2 separate regions of the Rattus norvegicus genome follow, and region 2 is linked to region 1. A link is a contact called in public Hi-C data. All regions are on one chromosome and are shown on one strand. The core of a region is the stretch at or near the end of the contact, and the rest is flanking DNA. Distances in the headings are between cores, read along the strand shown. Region 1 overlaps Fmn2 (formin 2). Region 2 holds the start of Grem2 (gremlin 2, DAN family BMP antagonist).

Region 1 (7,566 bases), core at 2,736-5,235:
GGGAGAGAGGGAAAGGGGAAAGGGAGGGAGGGAGGGAAGGACGGAGGAAGGGAGGGAGGGAGGGAGGACTATGGAGCTAGGGCTGGATACTGGATGTCTTCATTTATCATTCTCTGCATTGTTCACTGAGACAAGGTTTCTCAATGAACTTGGGGCTTAGCATTTTTTCAGCCAGGCTAGTGGCCATGAAGTCCCCAAAATCACCTCTCTCCACCCTACACATAGTACTGGTGTTATGGGTGCACACAGCCAGCCACACACAGCTTTTAATGTGGGTGCTGTGAAGAACTTAGGTCTTCAAGCTACAAGGGAGTGCTCCTCCACTGACATATCTCCCTAGAATCTCCGAACTTTATAATAAAATCAATACTAAATTGTTGAAAATTATAATGTGCTTAACCCAAAATGAATCTGGTAAAGTCTATGCTACGTACATAAGACATGTGACATACATGTGAGGAAGACAACTTAGAAATAAAAACTGGTTAACTAGCCATCCTCTTGTTATTTAGCATAACAGATGACCAATAGATTGATGCGAAGCCAAAAGGAGTCATTGATTAGGAACCCTGGTAGATGTGATAATATATTTGGGAAAGATCCAAGGTAACAAGGAATCAGATCAATGTAAGGAGGGAATCTGCTGCTCTCATTCTCCTGCTTTCGGAATGTCCATCCACTTACTGAGTTAGTATTCTGGCAGACTGCTGGATCATCCTCTGAGCAAATACATCACTACATTTACCCAGACAGTACCAGAAAGAAGAAAAGTACTCTGATGAGCGTGACTCTCTCATGATGTGTGGATGGAAGGTACCATCTCTTGAGCACTTATTTCCCTTACGCTACCACTCAACTGCTGTCAAATGGCAGCAAATCCTAGAGAAAATCAAATGCAATAGATTAAGACTGATAGTTGGTGATGGAGAGTTCCCTAGACCCTGCCATGCTAACATAATTGCTCTCCCGATGCTACTGGTGCTCACCCGTGTTATCAAACACAGTGGCCTTCATCCTGGCTATGACTCCTACTCAAGACTCCTACTCACCTCGTTCTTCATAAAACCTTTTTCCCTCTCGACTTCTACAATGTCGAACTCCACTTTCTCATCTTTTCCCTAAAACCTTCTCTGCTTTTGCTCTGATTGTTTAGTTTTGCTTTTCAGTAGGAGCAGCGGTCGGGATTTTATCTTTACGTAACTTAGCTGCAATACACAATCAAGAATTCACTTTCTCGTCCACCCATCTCTCCTCTCTGCTGGTTACTTCCAGTCTTTCCTTCCCATTGCTACTTGGATGCTGTATCTGCTTGGCTCTTACTGCTATTTTATACCCTGCCATTGGCCTTAAATCTAAACTGTATCTTAACCTCCAACCAACTAGCATGTCCTAAGAGCTTTGAATCCCTCTTAAGAGCTGATCAATGTCTCTCATGATGAACAGTCCCAAGAATCACTGGGGACTTGTTCAACCCTGGCTTGCTATCTGAGTCCCTAGGGTTAGGAATACAATTCCATTTCTGATCAGTCTCCAGTTGATGCCAGTGTCACTCAGATTAATCTGCACCTGGCACAGTAACCATGCCCACACCCCTTCCTTGGTTATCATTTCTTCTGCATCATTTAATCCCTCAGCTGAGACTCACAGCATCTCAGGACTGCATGCCTAACTGGCTCTGCTGTGTCTTTTACTGTCCATCCCAGCCTCCTTCACCAGGCAGTCTACTTCCTTGTCAGAAACTTTGACCTCCGCTCGCTGAGAACATGTTAATTTCTCACAAGGCTCATAAGGTCTTTAATGATCTGTATGATGAACATAGCCTATGTCATAGTTAAGATATGAATCGCCCTCCTCCTCCTGAAACGGTCACCTGTTGGTTGTGTGGTCTCCAATTCATAGGGCTATTGAGGAGGGCATGGATTATGAGGGTGCCAAGTTCATCAAAGGATTAATCCATGCATGACCTCCTAACCAGGACACTGCATCTGGCTGGAGAGAGTGTATCACCTGCTGCATGTTTCTGGAGGCAATCTTGGGCCCAGGCCTAGGTGGTTTGGGAGGCTTTTGTCACCTGTCCACCTGGAGTTGAGCCACTTTGCTCCACAGTACACTGTTGCCCTGTGTTCTGTTTCACCAAGCCTGGGCCTAGAAGCAACACAGCCAAGAGACCATGGACTAAAGCCTGAAACCACAAGCTGACATAAGCCTATCCTCCTTTAAACTGTGACTAACACCCCATCACCCATCTGGCCTACTGCAGAGTGGATAGTAGTAGGATTAAATAAGATATACCCAACCTGAGTTCTTCAAACACATCCTAAGCAAAGTCTTTGAAAATCCCCAGTTATTCAGTGCTGAACTACTCACTGTTCCTTAGGTGCAGTGCAAATACAAGATTAGATTCCAGATTTCTGCAAGCCTTGGGTCACATCTGGTCACATGATCCATGGGTACCTTTTTCTTTTTTTGAAACATGTGTCCCAGAAGAACGATGTTTCATTTAAGACCTGTTTTTGATTCACTAACACTGAATACTAACACTGGCCCAGGACTCTCTAACTTTTGTTAGAACAAAGATGGACTAACACGTAGTCTTTTTACCAGGTCCATCAAGGTCTTCTGACACTTAGGAATGCCAGCAGCATTTTAACACTAAGTGTAAAGCCATGTTAAGCAGTGAAAGCACCAAGGAAATACCACAGAAACATGCAAGGCAGGCCATTTAATAAACCACACAAAAGATACCTGTTTACAGGTTTCTCTTTGCTCAAATTTACCTAAGAAAGTACGAACTTCACAGAACAAGATTTTTAACCGCATTGGACAGGTTTGCAAATGCCTGCAAACACACCACAGAATTGTAAACACTGCAATCAACTTTAGCCAGTAGGTGAGTTCACAAATACAGAATCCATGGATAATGAGGAGCTCAATGGTACAGCATTGGCTTAGCATGTACAAAAGGCTCCGAGCTTGATCCTCAATATTGACTAATAGAGACTATCACTCTGCTGCGATGTCAATTAGCAATCTGAGTGTTGACTACTCGCATTTAAATCCCTTAGAACCCTTCAGGCAGGAACGACCTATAAACCCATTTTATAGGTGAGGAAACTAAGTCATTGAATAAGATACTTTCCCATGAGGAAAGTCACACCTGCTATACTCATTTCAATAGATAACATTGAATTAGCAGTTCCACTAAGTCTGTTATGGTTACAATATGTACCCACACAAGTCGTGTGTGGAAAATGTTATCCCCGGGGCAATTTTAAAAATACTCCAAGTTATGGATGACACTTGGAGGTGATACTTTGGAGGTTAAGTAATACAGGCTGTTGTCACTAGAGTGCAGTGCATTAGAATCTTTATGAAAGAGAAATCTAGGCTGGTAGTTTCAGTTTCCCTCAGCAGCTCCCTGCTTTCGTATTCTGAGAAGGACATGGAGACATGGAAGTGCTACACCCTTGTGCATTCTAGCCTCCACCCCGGCGAACTAAATAAACACCTGGCTTCCTCAAAATACCTATTTCATGACCTTCAGTTTTCTAAAGCATCAGGAAACAAAGTAAGACAAGGTCGAACAAAGATTGTCTCTGGTCCAAACTGGAACCAGGTCCCTCTGAGGCTTCAGTCTTGTTTTACAAATATTTGACTACACACTAAGGTTTCTCAAGGCCACATCCTTAGACTGCCACTATATTCTCCCTTAGTGTGACTGGGAGAGAAGATCCAAGATTGACAAAATCTTTTGTCTGGTTCAGGAGCAGCTAGCTAAAGATAAGGCACCATCTTTTCAATTCTAAGACAGGGATGGAGTCCCAGCTTCTGTCCTTGCCAGCTAGCAGACAGGACAAACCTAAACTTGAGTGTAGTGAAGAACCCTTGTTGTGTTCATTCCTGGACTCCCACAAGCCTCTTCTCATCCCCTCCTCCTTGCTCCTCCTTCATTCCTTAAAAAAAACTCATTCGTCTCTGTGCAATCCAAAGTTGACTTTGGTTCACAGTGGAATTTCCCCCTATTGTAGTCATAGCCACTGACTAAAATCTGTCCCTAACATCCTCATCAGGGTCTGCTTCTGCTTCCCTCTGACTGTTCTCCAGCTAATTCTAGAAAAACTGGCATTTGTGCTCAAGACTATAGCCCCACAGCCCACATCCTCTGTGAGTAAATTTTCTACAACTGCTCAAAGACGTGCTCTTTGGTCCATCTCATCAGCATGGTCAACATATATTGATCCATTCAAACAGTTCTCTGGGCTCCATCAATCTGCCAGACTCCGTGTTAGATACTGAGGAGACAAAAGAAAGTATAGACAGTATCTTCTGTATGGGGCTCAATCCCTGTACATAAGTCCAATGGTTCCAGACAGAAGGCCTAGGCACAGTAGTTACAGTGCGAGGACTCCGAAGGGCTCTGGAGCATGAGGTTTTTCACACAGTGAGTAAGGAGCAGTCAAAATGGAACAATTTAAATGGAGTAAGGGCAAGCATGTCCATTTTATAAAAGGGCATCTGAGGGTCCACGAGAGACAGGCAAGGGAAGATATGAAGGGTAGTAGAGTCTTGAGGCAATGACTTATTTTTCCCTAGACCAAGCTGAATCTGGAGGAAAGACAGTGAGAGATAAGGCCAAGAGGGCAATGGCAGGAGGGAGACTCTGAATGTCAAACTCACAGGCCTGAAACCTTTTAGAGACAGAGTGAACAGTCCTTGAGTAAATCTGAGCAGATATCAGGGGTAAACAAGTTTGTGTTTTCAGAAAGATAACTCTGGGGCATCGTGCAGGAAGAGATTAGAAGAGGTCAAGATGGGAAGTAAGGGGACCCATAAGGAGACTGCAGCTATAATCCAGATAACAATGGGGTCTGGGCTCAATCATTGCCCAGTTGCATACCCTGGGCCAGTGGCCACCAGTAGAGGTCAAGTCTCCATAGGAGGAGTAAGTTAAGCTGCCTGTCAAGTCAACTGGACAATAGTCACCCTAATGCCAAGTTCACTTCCAGTTCTGAGTCTCTACTAGTTCTCTCCATCTGCAATGCTCTTCTCTTCCTACACTTATGCAAATCGAATCAATTATGAAATTACCTTCCTAAGACACTATTCTTCTAAATTTACAGTCTCTCTACAACTTTACATTTCTTTAATTACTCCAGTACTCTACCATATACATTAAATACCTTGGCAGTCACACCGTGTCTTCTAAGTTGGTTTGTAGATATCTGGAAAAGATACAGTCCTATAACTGAAATGACTACTTCTTTTTCCGTTGTTGTTCTTTTAAAATCTATACTATTCTTATTGTTTAAAATCGAAATGCAACTCCCATTTTAGTAAGCCAGCATCATTCCTAACTACATTCTAAATATTTGTCCTTTTACACTCACAGATAAGTATAGGTCTCACCTCTCATTCAGGAGACATCTCCCAGCAGATGGAGATCATTATAGGAAACCACAACCAATAAAATGTGGGGAACAGGTGACTTGGGGTGCTCAGCACCCACCGACACGTCTATAACACAACTCCTGCACCTAATGCTTGACGACCTTAGCAGAAGAGGGGGCGGAAAGATACGAAAGCTAGAGAAACTAGAAATTCGCTTTGAGAATTCATCTCTTAGAAATATCAGCAAAGCTACACTCCCGTAGTCTCACCAACATAGCAGCCTAAACAAGACCCTAGCAAAGACAACACCAATTGACATGTCTATGTGAAGGGGTCATATTGCCTTCTAAAAGTCTTTATGCTTTTACCCTGTCTCCTCTAAGTGTCTTAGTACACAGCAGATCGGAGATGCTTAACCATGGGGAAGGCATCCTTTCATAAGCAAGGCATTCTCCTTCGTTGCTATTCCAGCCGAATAACTTCCTCGCCTTTGTTTCCTTTCTCCCATATAGATGTTGCACAACACGCACTGATTTTACACTAATTCTCAACAGAGCAAAGCTGTTACCTCCAGTGCAGCTCTAAGCCCTCATCCATTTCCTTCTCCACACCCTAAACACTGCTTCTCAGCTTTCAAATCCAATGCCCAAGAACCAGACCGGGGAGCATACACCTTTAATCATTTGGGAGGCAGCCGTAAATGGCTATCTATGGGTTTGAGGCCAGCCTGATCTACATAGTGAGTTGCAGGCTAGACAGTGGTACCCAGTCAGACTCTGTCTCAAAACAAGGAAAACCTGATGAGTATCTCCTCCTTTTTCTGATGCTAAAATACCTACACTGATCCCCTTGGAGTGTCCATAAAACAAAAATGATCTTTCCAGAAAGGTTGTATCTTCCCTGGTACATGGTGTGGTAAATACTCTCTCAAGGGCTCCAGCTTTGTGTCTGCATCTCTGCCAAGGAGGATCTGTGTTTCTGTTCTTCTTAACTACCTGCACCTCCTGAGACCCACGATTTAACTGCTAACATGTTTATTGAGCACCTAAAATGATTGTAAACTCAGTTGGGCCTGAAGGATAACCATCCCGTGCTTTCTGAATTAGTTCTCCTCGCCTTTAGACCCATTTTTCTTACCATGATTATATGGTGGTCATTCATTCATCACTGGTACTGGTTCTAAATACAAACCTTCTGAAGTCATACTTAACAAATATTAACTGGTGGGAACCCAATTATTAATTGGCTGACATTTTCAACCTTACCAAGTTCTCAAAAATTATAATTTTATTCAAATTGCATATTTACATTGGAAAGCAGTTAAGATGTTTAGGAAAACGTTGCAAAATAAAAATTCTGTTTAGAATTCAAAAGCAAAAATAACCAATAGGTAAAATTGGGAAGGCAGGGTTCAGTGGCTAAAACAACATGCTGTTCCTTCAGAGGTCGGGAGTTCAGTTCCCAGTACCAACCTCAGGCAGCACACAAGTGACTGTAACTCTGACTCCAGGAAATCTAATGACCTCTTCTGGTCTCTGTCAATGCCTGCACACTTATGGGTGTGCACAGCTATGTGCGCGCGTGCACACACACACACACACACACACACACACACACGTAGAAATAAATCTTTTAAAACCCAACTGCGTGAGAAACATGCCAGGTAACCAATCTGTAAGTCAAGGCAAGTGTTTTTAGAGAGAATGACTGACGCCTGTTTCTGTGCTATAGGGTGTAAAGGGGTTTCACCTTTACATTGTAGCTTAAGTACCACACTGTATTTCTTAAAGGTGAAATGTTCTATTTTAAAATTGCCTTCTTCCTTAAGCACTGGCATGTATATCCTCACACTGCAGAAGAGCTTCAGTGGTGGCGTGCTGTTTCTAGGGATGTGGGATGCTTAGAATTGTTAACTATAGGACAAAGTATCACTCAAAATTCTTTCAACAAATTCTGTATAGTTTCAGTGGAGAGGACAGGCACCTAAACACACATGAGGAAGGCAACAGAACCCTGGCTAAACAGTCCAGAATATTCCATCTTCTAGTTGCAGAATAATGTAGCAGCACAGGATGGGCTAGCAAAACATTTCTGATCGTCACCCACACACAACTGGCCAGAAGTGGCCCTTTCCTGCTGTCCTGTTAATTTACAGAGGTGCAGAGCTGCCCTCTAGTG
Region 2 (7,566 bases), core at 2,570-5,069, 330 kb before region 1:
TATATACATATATATAATTATATATATTCCTCAAAGAACATACAAATATGTCCAAAAAGGGAAAATTTTCACCAATAATCATTGTTACCCCATAACTACATCTACTTAGATAATAAACTCTAAACTTTTTAGAGTTAATGATATACTGTGAATATCACTCAATAAAATTGCACACTCCTTAGTTATGTTTAAGTCCAATAATAAACTCATAGATACTTTAAGGTTGAAATAAACCTTTGTCTACCTTGAATGACCTTCTAGCAACACTTTCACAATCTTTTTAGGGGACAGTATGTCTTTTGCTGACCAGTTAATGACTTATCTCACATTCTCTACTATCCCAACAGTGAATCCTTTCAGCTATTGAAAACATTAAGTGTAAGAAGCCTTTCCGTAGTCTGAATTTTGTCTACCACTGTTGTTTTGATTTTCTCTCTTAAAGAGCTCAAGGATTGGGGCCCATTTAAGATCTTCCCCATTCTTCATACCATTAACCTGACCAGGTCAGGTCTAAATAGCATTTACATATAGTGCACATAAGGTCTATTCTTTTTTTTTTCTTTTTTCCGGAGCTGGGGACCGAAACCAGGGCCTTGTGCTTCCTGGGCAAGTGCTCTACCACTGAGGTAAATCCCCAACCCCCTATAGTGCACATAAGACCCTTAGTTTCCAAATAAGAAGTCACCGATGAATAGACTGGGGGAGATGGCTCAGTGGTAACAGTGCTTGCTGTGTAAGCTTGAGGGTGTAAATTTGATCTGCGGAAGCCCTATTAGAAAGAAAGGAAGAGAGAAAAAAAGAAAGAAAGAAAGAAAGAAAGAAAGAAAGAAAGAGTGAGAGAGAGAGAGAAAGAAAGAAAGACAGACAGACCGACCAGACCAAATGTAGTGGTGTATGCTCGTAATCATTCCAGTGCTGAAGTAACAGAGACAAGAGGAGCCCTTGGTCTCACTGCCCAGCCATCCTAGTAGGTTGGATGAGACCCTTCCTACTGAGAGGGTCTGTCCCAAAAATACCAAGGTGAACACTTTCTGAGGAATGACACTAGAGGTTGAATTATGACCTACACACACTTTTGTGTTCACTCAGTCTCTCTCTCTCTCTCTCTCTCTCTCTCTCTCTCTCTCTCTCTCTCTCCCTCTCTCTCTCTCTCACACACACACACACACACACACACACTGCAGCCATAGTCACTGTATGCACAAACATACACACAGACGAAGAATTGATGAAAGTGACAATGCCTTTAAAACGTTGTACAGTTGCAGGTGTATCTCCCTTCCATTTTGAAATCTGTTCTTGCTTTGCCATGACCTCTGTCTCTAAGACGAGACCCTCGGTTCTCTGAGCATCCCTTATAAATTGTAGTACACACAGTCACTACCTTTTTCACCTCTCTTGGATGCATGCCAATTTTGAATGCCTCTTGTTAAAAAAAATAGCATGCAGAAGTAAAGAGGGTGGCAAGGGAGAGTAGAATGTAAAACAAGAGAGCCTGGCCATCAATCTGCACTGCAGCCTTCTCATTATTGTTCCTCTCAAGACACAAGCGTTTTCTTATTACTGGTGTCCATGCCATTTACAAGTAAAGCGTAATGAACTGCAGCATATAGGGATTATCTTTGAAAAAAAAAAGAACCGTCTTCTAAAAGCAGTAAAGGATCAGAAGAATGAGGACTATATACAAATGATTCATTTCCCACTAATTGCATAACTGATTAGGCACAAGAAGTGCCCTTTAAATCATCCAGTTTTGCTCTTCATTAACTGCATTGAATTATTACCTGAAATGATATTTAAGATTTATCTGTGCTTTTCTTTTTCTTCCGTTTTCTCTCCTCCCTCCCTCCCTCCCTTTCTCCTTCTGTTTTACTGGGAGAGAGGGTAGCAAAGGTTTGATATGTAGCCCATGCATGCCTGGGACTCAAGGTCCTCCTTTGGCCTTCCAAATTGGAAGCATACAGCCATGCTGTCTGTGCCTTTCCATTATTCATGACTCTACTTACACTGTCTCTGTGATGATGGGAAAAGCTAAAATGAGCCCTGTATATAATAAGCGAAGGAAAAAAGACTTGTTTCACTGGTTGTTATTGTTGTTGTTTTGATATTATTTGTGGGTGGTCCCCGTTTTATCCAGTCTAAAAGGCAACTCTAAAACCAGCGACTGATAGCTTATTTACATATATGACTAGTCCTGAAATCATGTAAACAATGATTATCAGGTTGAGCATTTGAGTCCCCGTCGATAGTTCTTTTGGGCAACGGTGAGCACTGGTTAAAAGCTGCTGCATGAACTCTTCAGCTGCCTTTTGATTCTCATAGTGTGGGCAGATAAGCCCGAGAAGACAGAAGACAGGCCTTCGTCCCATTTTCCAGCTATGCTGGGTGCTACCTTCAGCAAACTGCTTTGTTGTTCTCTTTCTTCCCCTGGGGAATCCGGGAAGTCTTGGCTGACTCTAGGTTGGCCCATTCTGAGTAACAGCTTTACAGTTCTGAACGCTTGGAATGGGTCTAAATGTGAAAAGAAAGCAGGTAAGATATTTGTTGACAGCAAGTTTCTAAAATGCATTATTTTCTATGATTTTGAACCCAGGTGTTCAAAGTTGGCTGAAGCCAGACTGTCAGGTTTTAATAAGGCAAACAAAAATAGGCTAGTTCTGGGAAAGAAACTGTCAATTCAAAAAATCAGAATGGAGTTCTGTGGTTTCAGAAGCAATGGCTTCTGCCAAGAAAACAGTCCTTCATCTTTCCATGAGCACCAATAAAACCTGTTGGGGATGAAAACCATAGTAGGCTGTTTCAAAAGTAAGGTGAAATCTTATTTTCCTTGAAATTTCCGAGCTTGGTAACGAAGGTCTCAGATTTTTCTTAGGCCTTTTTTTTCATTGACCCAGTCAAAGGTTTATCTCCGAGCATGTATTCAGATGATGATTTTACACTCAGGTGCCTTTGTCAATACAGACACATGGAGGTTCAGTGCTGAAGAGGTCAGTGGAGACCAAAAATCTCTCAGAGAAAAAGCCAGCATCCTGTGAACATCACAGCCTATCACCTTCAGGCCAAGTGTGCAAGCATTGGTCTATGTTCTCTGGGCGCTGAATAGTCGGATTCCTATTAGAAATCTTTGTGTTCAAAATCTAGGGAAATATAGGGATAATAATAACCCCTATGTGGAAAAGAGAATAAATCTAAACATTGGATTCTTTGCACTGAATTCATTCAAGACTTTAATAGTTAAACATCTTTTGCTATGAGATCAGTTTGTTTTTAATTTCACCCACTCCAGTTATTCAAAACAAAAGGAACCTGGCTTTATGTGCACGTGCACACACATGTGTGCTTGTGTGTGTGTGTGTGTTTCTATAGTCTTGACATTTTGAGTCCATCCTAAAGAGAATGATCTGAAGGCATGAACGGGGATTGCGGATAAAGGGGATGTTGGATTTCTCTACATGACAAGGTTTGGATTGGAAGTCAGCTAAACAAAATGTTAAGACTGCCCACAAGGTTGTAAATCCACAGTCTGTAGGGAGGATGGGAGAAATACAGAGAGTGACTGTAGTGTAGTGCGTGTGTGTGTGTGTGTGTGTGTGTGTGTGTATGTGTGTGTGTGTGTGTGTGTGTGTGTGTACGCGCGCGCGCGCATGTGTCTGTGTGTGTGCGTGCGCGCGCGTGTGTGTGCAGTGTTTGCGGGTTAGAAGCACAGGGCTGAGTGGAGCCTAAGAGGGAGGGGGTGACTGGTGTGATTTGTTTGGTGTTCTGAGCCAATAGAAACCCCAGCCTGTGATAATATCCCCGTGCAGCGCTTAGAGCACTCAGTGCTGTCTCCAGCTCCCTCCACATCTGCAGGCGCGGCCAGGACGCGCTCCGCCCTCTGCGCTCTCCTAGGCTCCCTTCGCTCTGCACAACCTCGCTGTTTCCCCGGCCTCCTGCAGAACCAAGCTGCAGCTGCCCGGGAAGATCCGGCGCACACCCCGCTGTGGATTGTGTCATTCACACAGAGGAGAGGGACAGGGAGACACACCAGGGAACCGAGAAGGAGGCTTCCATCTCGTCATTGCAGGTATGCGGCTTGTCACGACCTATCTGAGGTGCACAGGTTTCTGTCTTCTGCCTTTCCAAGGCACCCAGGGTGGATTCACGTCTGTCCGCTGGGCTGGTTCGCAGAGAAGCGCGGAGTGAATGCCCTCCTGAGTTCTCCCGGGTAGTTACTGCTTTCCGCGTCGCTGGGGCCATCAGGTGGATTCACCTATTGGATTCTGCAGAGGTGGAAAGCCCAGATCTTTAAACTTCACCGCGATCGTTAATTAAATAAAATAACACCAGTATCTGCACACTATCACAAGAGTACCCTTTGGTGACCTGCATTATAATGATGACCCATCATGCAATTGTTTAGAAAGCAGGCTTTGAATATAGTCAGCCTACCTAATACGTTAATGTGTTCCCTGTAGGGTCGGGAAGCCAGAGAAGACTTGGGCATGGTCTTGATTTTCTAAGCATGTAGCCAAAGTGGATATCATGGCTGAAATATTACTATGGATTTAGGTTGTGTCTGAAGGAGAAAAAAAGGAAAGAAGCGAGGCAGCAATTTAAAAAACACGGTTGTCATATTCTTACCTTCATTGATAAATTAAAAATACATTTATCTTTCAGAACTCCTGTTAGGATGATTCCAAACTCTCTCAAATTAGGTTAAAAGCATACGAATTGATCCCAGCACTCAAGAGGCTAAGGCAGGAAAATTGTGAGTTCCAGGCCAGCCTGGGCTACATGGTTAAAACTATGAACTGAAAAACTTTGTACAAAATATAAACATTTTCAGGCAATGTCAGTTTGTAGTTTTGTTTAATGGTCAAAGGTATAGGTTTCTGCGTGTTTATTTTTGAGGCGAAAGGTGGGGGTGGGGAGAACGCGACAAAATAGCTATTTTCCTGGGATTTCACCATGTTTGTTTGATTCACAATTTTGAAGTTGGTTATGTAATTTTTCCCCCTGTTGATTACTTATGATTAAATTAACATTGCTTAATCAGTTCCATCTTCCCGGAAAAGCCAAAGGGGCTGAGTAACTGTGATAAAGGACTAGTCCTGTTTTGGACAGTCCTCAGGGCTGATATTCACAGGCCCCATCCTCTGTAAGACGTGCTTTTCCTGGAATGTGAATATAGAAATCTCTTCAGGATGTCACGTGGGTAATGACATACAGAATCTGAATAACGCTCTACCCAGTCAGCTCCTGGTATTTGCTGGTAGTGACCCATTCATTGACAGTTCAGAGCTGGCTCATGCCTCTGCAGTACCCGAGTTTCAGCACTGCCCTTATCCCAGATCTTGTGCCTGGCCAAGCAAGATAAGGAAGTTATAAGAAAGCTATTCACTTTGCATATCGCCATGGAGAGTTTAAGTTGACCCATTTTCTTTTGATCAGATGACCGTGTTCTTTCGTCACTCGGAAGAATGCATGCGTCGTTCTACTATGGAGTTAGGAAAATGTCACATTTTTGCCCTTTGACTAAAGTGAGTGGTCACACGGGACATTTTTTAAAAAGTCCTGACAAGCAATAGATGTACTGAGTAAATGCTGTGTTTAAGGAAGAACATGTTAGTACTGTAGAGGAATATGCCTTATCCTTAGGCATACACCAGAAAAACTGATTGCAAAATGTTCACTAGTCATTGCATGCCATTGACCCAACTTAAGTCTATTTGTAGTTGTAACAGCTTATTATTATTATTATTATTATTATTATTATTAATTACTGTTAGCCTCTCTCTCTCTCTCTCTCTCTCTCTCTCTGTGTGTGTGTGTGTGTGTGTGGTGTATATAAGGAGGTAATAGGAAAACTTTAGGGAGCCACGTCTCTCCTTCCACAGTGGGATCTTTAGAGCAAATGCAGGCCGTCAGACTGGTGCCGCCCAGCCACCCTGCAAGCCTGGATAGTTTTGTTATGAGCATCTGTCAGTCTCCTATAACTCATTTCTCCTTGCCACTCAACCCCAAAGGCATGCTGGGAGTGTTGCATTGACTAAGTGAGAGCCTGGGTACGTTCATTTTGCCCAGGCTGAGATATTTGTGGCTTCTCAGATACATGTGTATATCTGGATAGGAGGTGTGGACATACACATACGCAGGGTATTTTGATCGTTCATTGTTTTGTGCTATCATTTTCATGGAGAGAGGCACTCCAAGGTTCATTCTCTTTACATCTTACAATAACCAGTAAGAGATCTAGATTCCCCCCCCCAACTACTTATTGGTATAATTTAAACAAATCACACGCCTTCAAATATCTTACCACACCTCCAACTTTGCTCTCGTTTGATTCAAGAGCACTGTGCTGAATTCTGAGTTGGGTCCTGGGTTCTATTGATATGAGATGACTGGCTTGCCTGCTTCAAGGGTAAAGCATGATAGACTGCAGTCTTCCAGGCATGCTTCAGGCTGGGACAGCCAGGTTCATGCTCCCCTGGCATGCGGCAGATGTGCCAGGTGGCAGGCAAGAGCTCGGTGTTAGACTCTTTCAAGCAGTTAGAGCAGCAGTGAATTATTCAAATCCAAGAAAATGTGCCCCATATTGGGCTTCTGACTAGTCCCACAAAGGACCAGCATGTAAGACGAATTGCATAGAAGGGGAAGACATGTAATTATAAATTTGATCTATGGGGGCATCTGCTTCTCCAGTTACCTGCTTCTCCTCCTATCACATAACTCTCTTGTCTCTAAGAACTGTACACATGGACTTAATAATGTATCAAACCAAACCTGATCACATGGCAGGCTTAGAGCACTCATTGCAACACTAACCTACCAATTTGCTCTATTTGTCACTGCCATCCCTTCGAGGAGGAAAATCCCCTTGCCTCTCCGGCACACTGACAGTCCCAGCCCTTGGTGGAGCACTAATTGGTAAAGATGAGTCCCAGGACCTTGTGGGAGTTAAGAGGGTGGGGAATGAGATGTTTCACACAACAAGAATGTGAAGTGAGACTCTGTGACAGTTGGACAACCTCAAGTGGGAATCCAGGAGTCAGAGGGAAAGATGAGTCTATTTCCTGTGGTTCGCTTCAAGGCTATAGATTTGATGCGATGTCCTGAGTATTTCCAACACTTTTTCTGCGTTCCCAGGTGTGCTATACACAGGTGTGGGGTGGAAAGAAAGACTTCTTGGGGTGCTGACAAGTCTGGCCATACAAGCCAGAAGAGGGCAGCATGCAAACTCTGAAAAATACGATGCCTCTTCTGCATGTGCTTGTACCAATTTCCCAATGGCTACAAAATGCCTGTTCAGGCTTATGTACCCCCGTCCTTCTGGAAAACACAGTGTAGGGTCTTATGAAGAGATATGTCACCCAGAGGGATCTTTTCTTTACTTTCCTTTTCTTTTCTTTTTCTTTTCTTCCCTTTTTCTTTTTTCCTCCCTTTCTTTTTTCTTTTTCTTTGTCTCTTCCTTCCTTCCTTTCTTTTTTCTTTCTCTTTCTTTGTTTCTTTCTTTGTTTCTTAGTTTCTTAGTCTCTTTCTTTCTTCCTTTCTTTCTTTCTTTCTTTCTTTCTTTCTTTCTTTCTT

Evidence for each region. A called contact is a pair of places that touch in the nucleus more often than the background predicts.
Region 2: a contact with region 1 is called in a Hi-C map of the A7r5 cell line, with 5 times the contacts expected there. The contact joins the promoter of Grem2 here to the enhancer-like site in region 1. A contact is called at or near these places in 6 of 12 Hi-C or Micro-C datasets (the A7r5 cell line, the Rat2 cell line, frontal cortex and 2 more).

Annotation. Positions count from the first base shown.
Region 1 is chr13:89,071,835-89,079,400 of GRCr8, reverse strand. All of the region lies in intron 4 of Fmn2 (formin 2), which reads right to left. Among named protein-coding and RNA genes, the nearest start is that of Fmn2, 89 kb to the right of the region's middle. Within about 2 kb of position 3,985, at least 3 of the 93 cell types and tissues checked have an H3K27ac peak or open chromatin away from gene starts, as enhancers often do.
Region 2 is chr13:89,400,109-89,407,674 of GRCr8, reverse strand. It overlaps Grem2 (gremlin 2, DAN family BMP antagonist), which reads left to right and starts at 3,819. Exons shown (of 2, transcript NM_001105974.1): 1 at 3,819-4,063.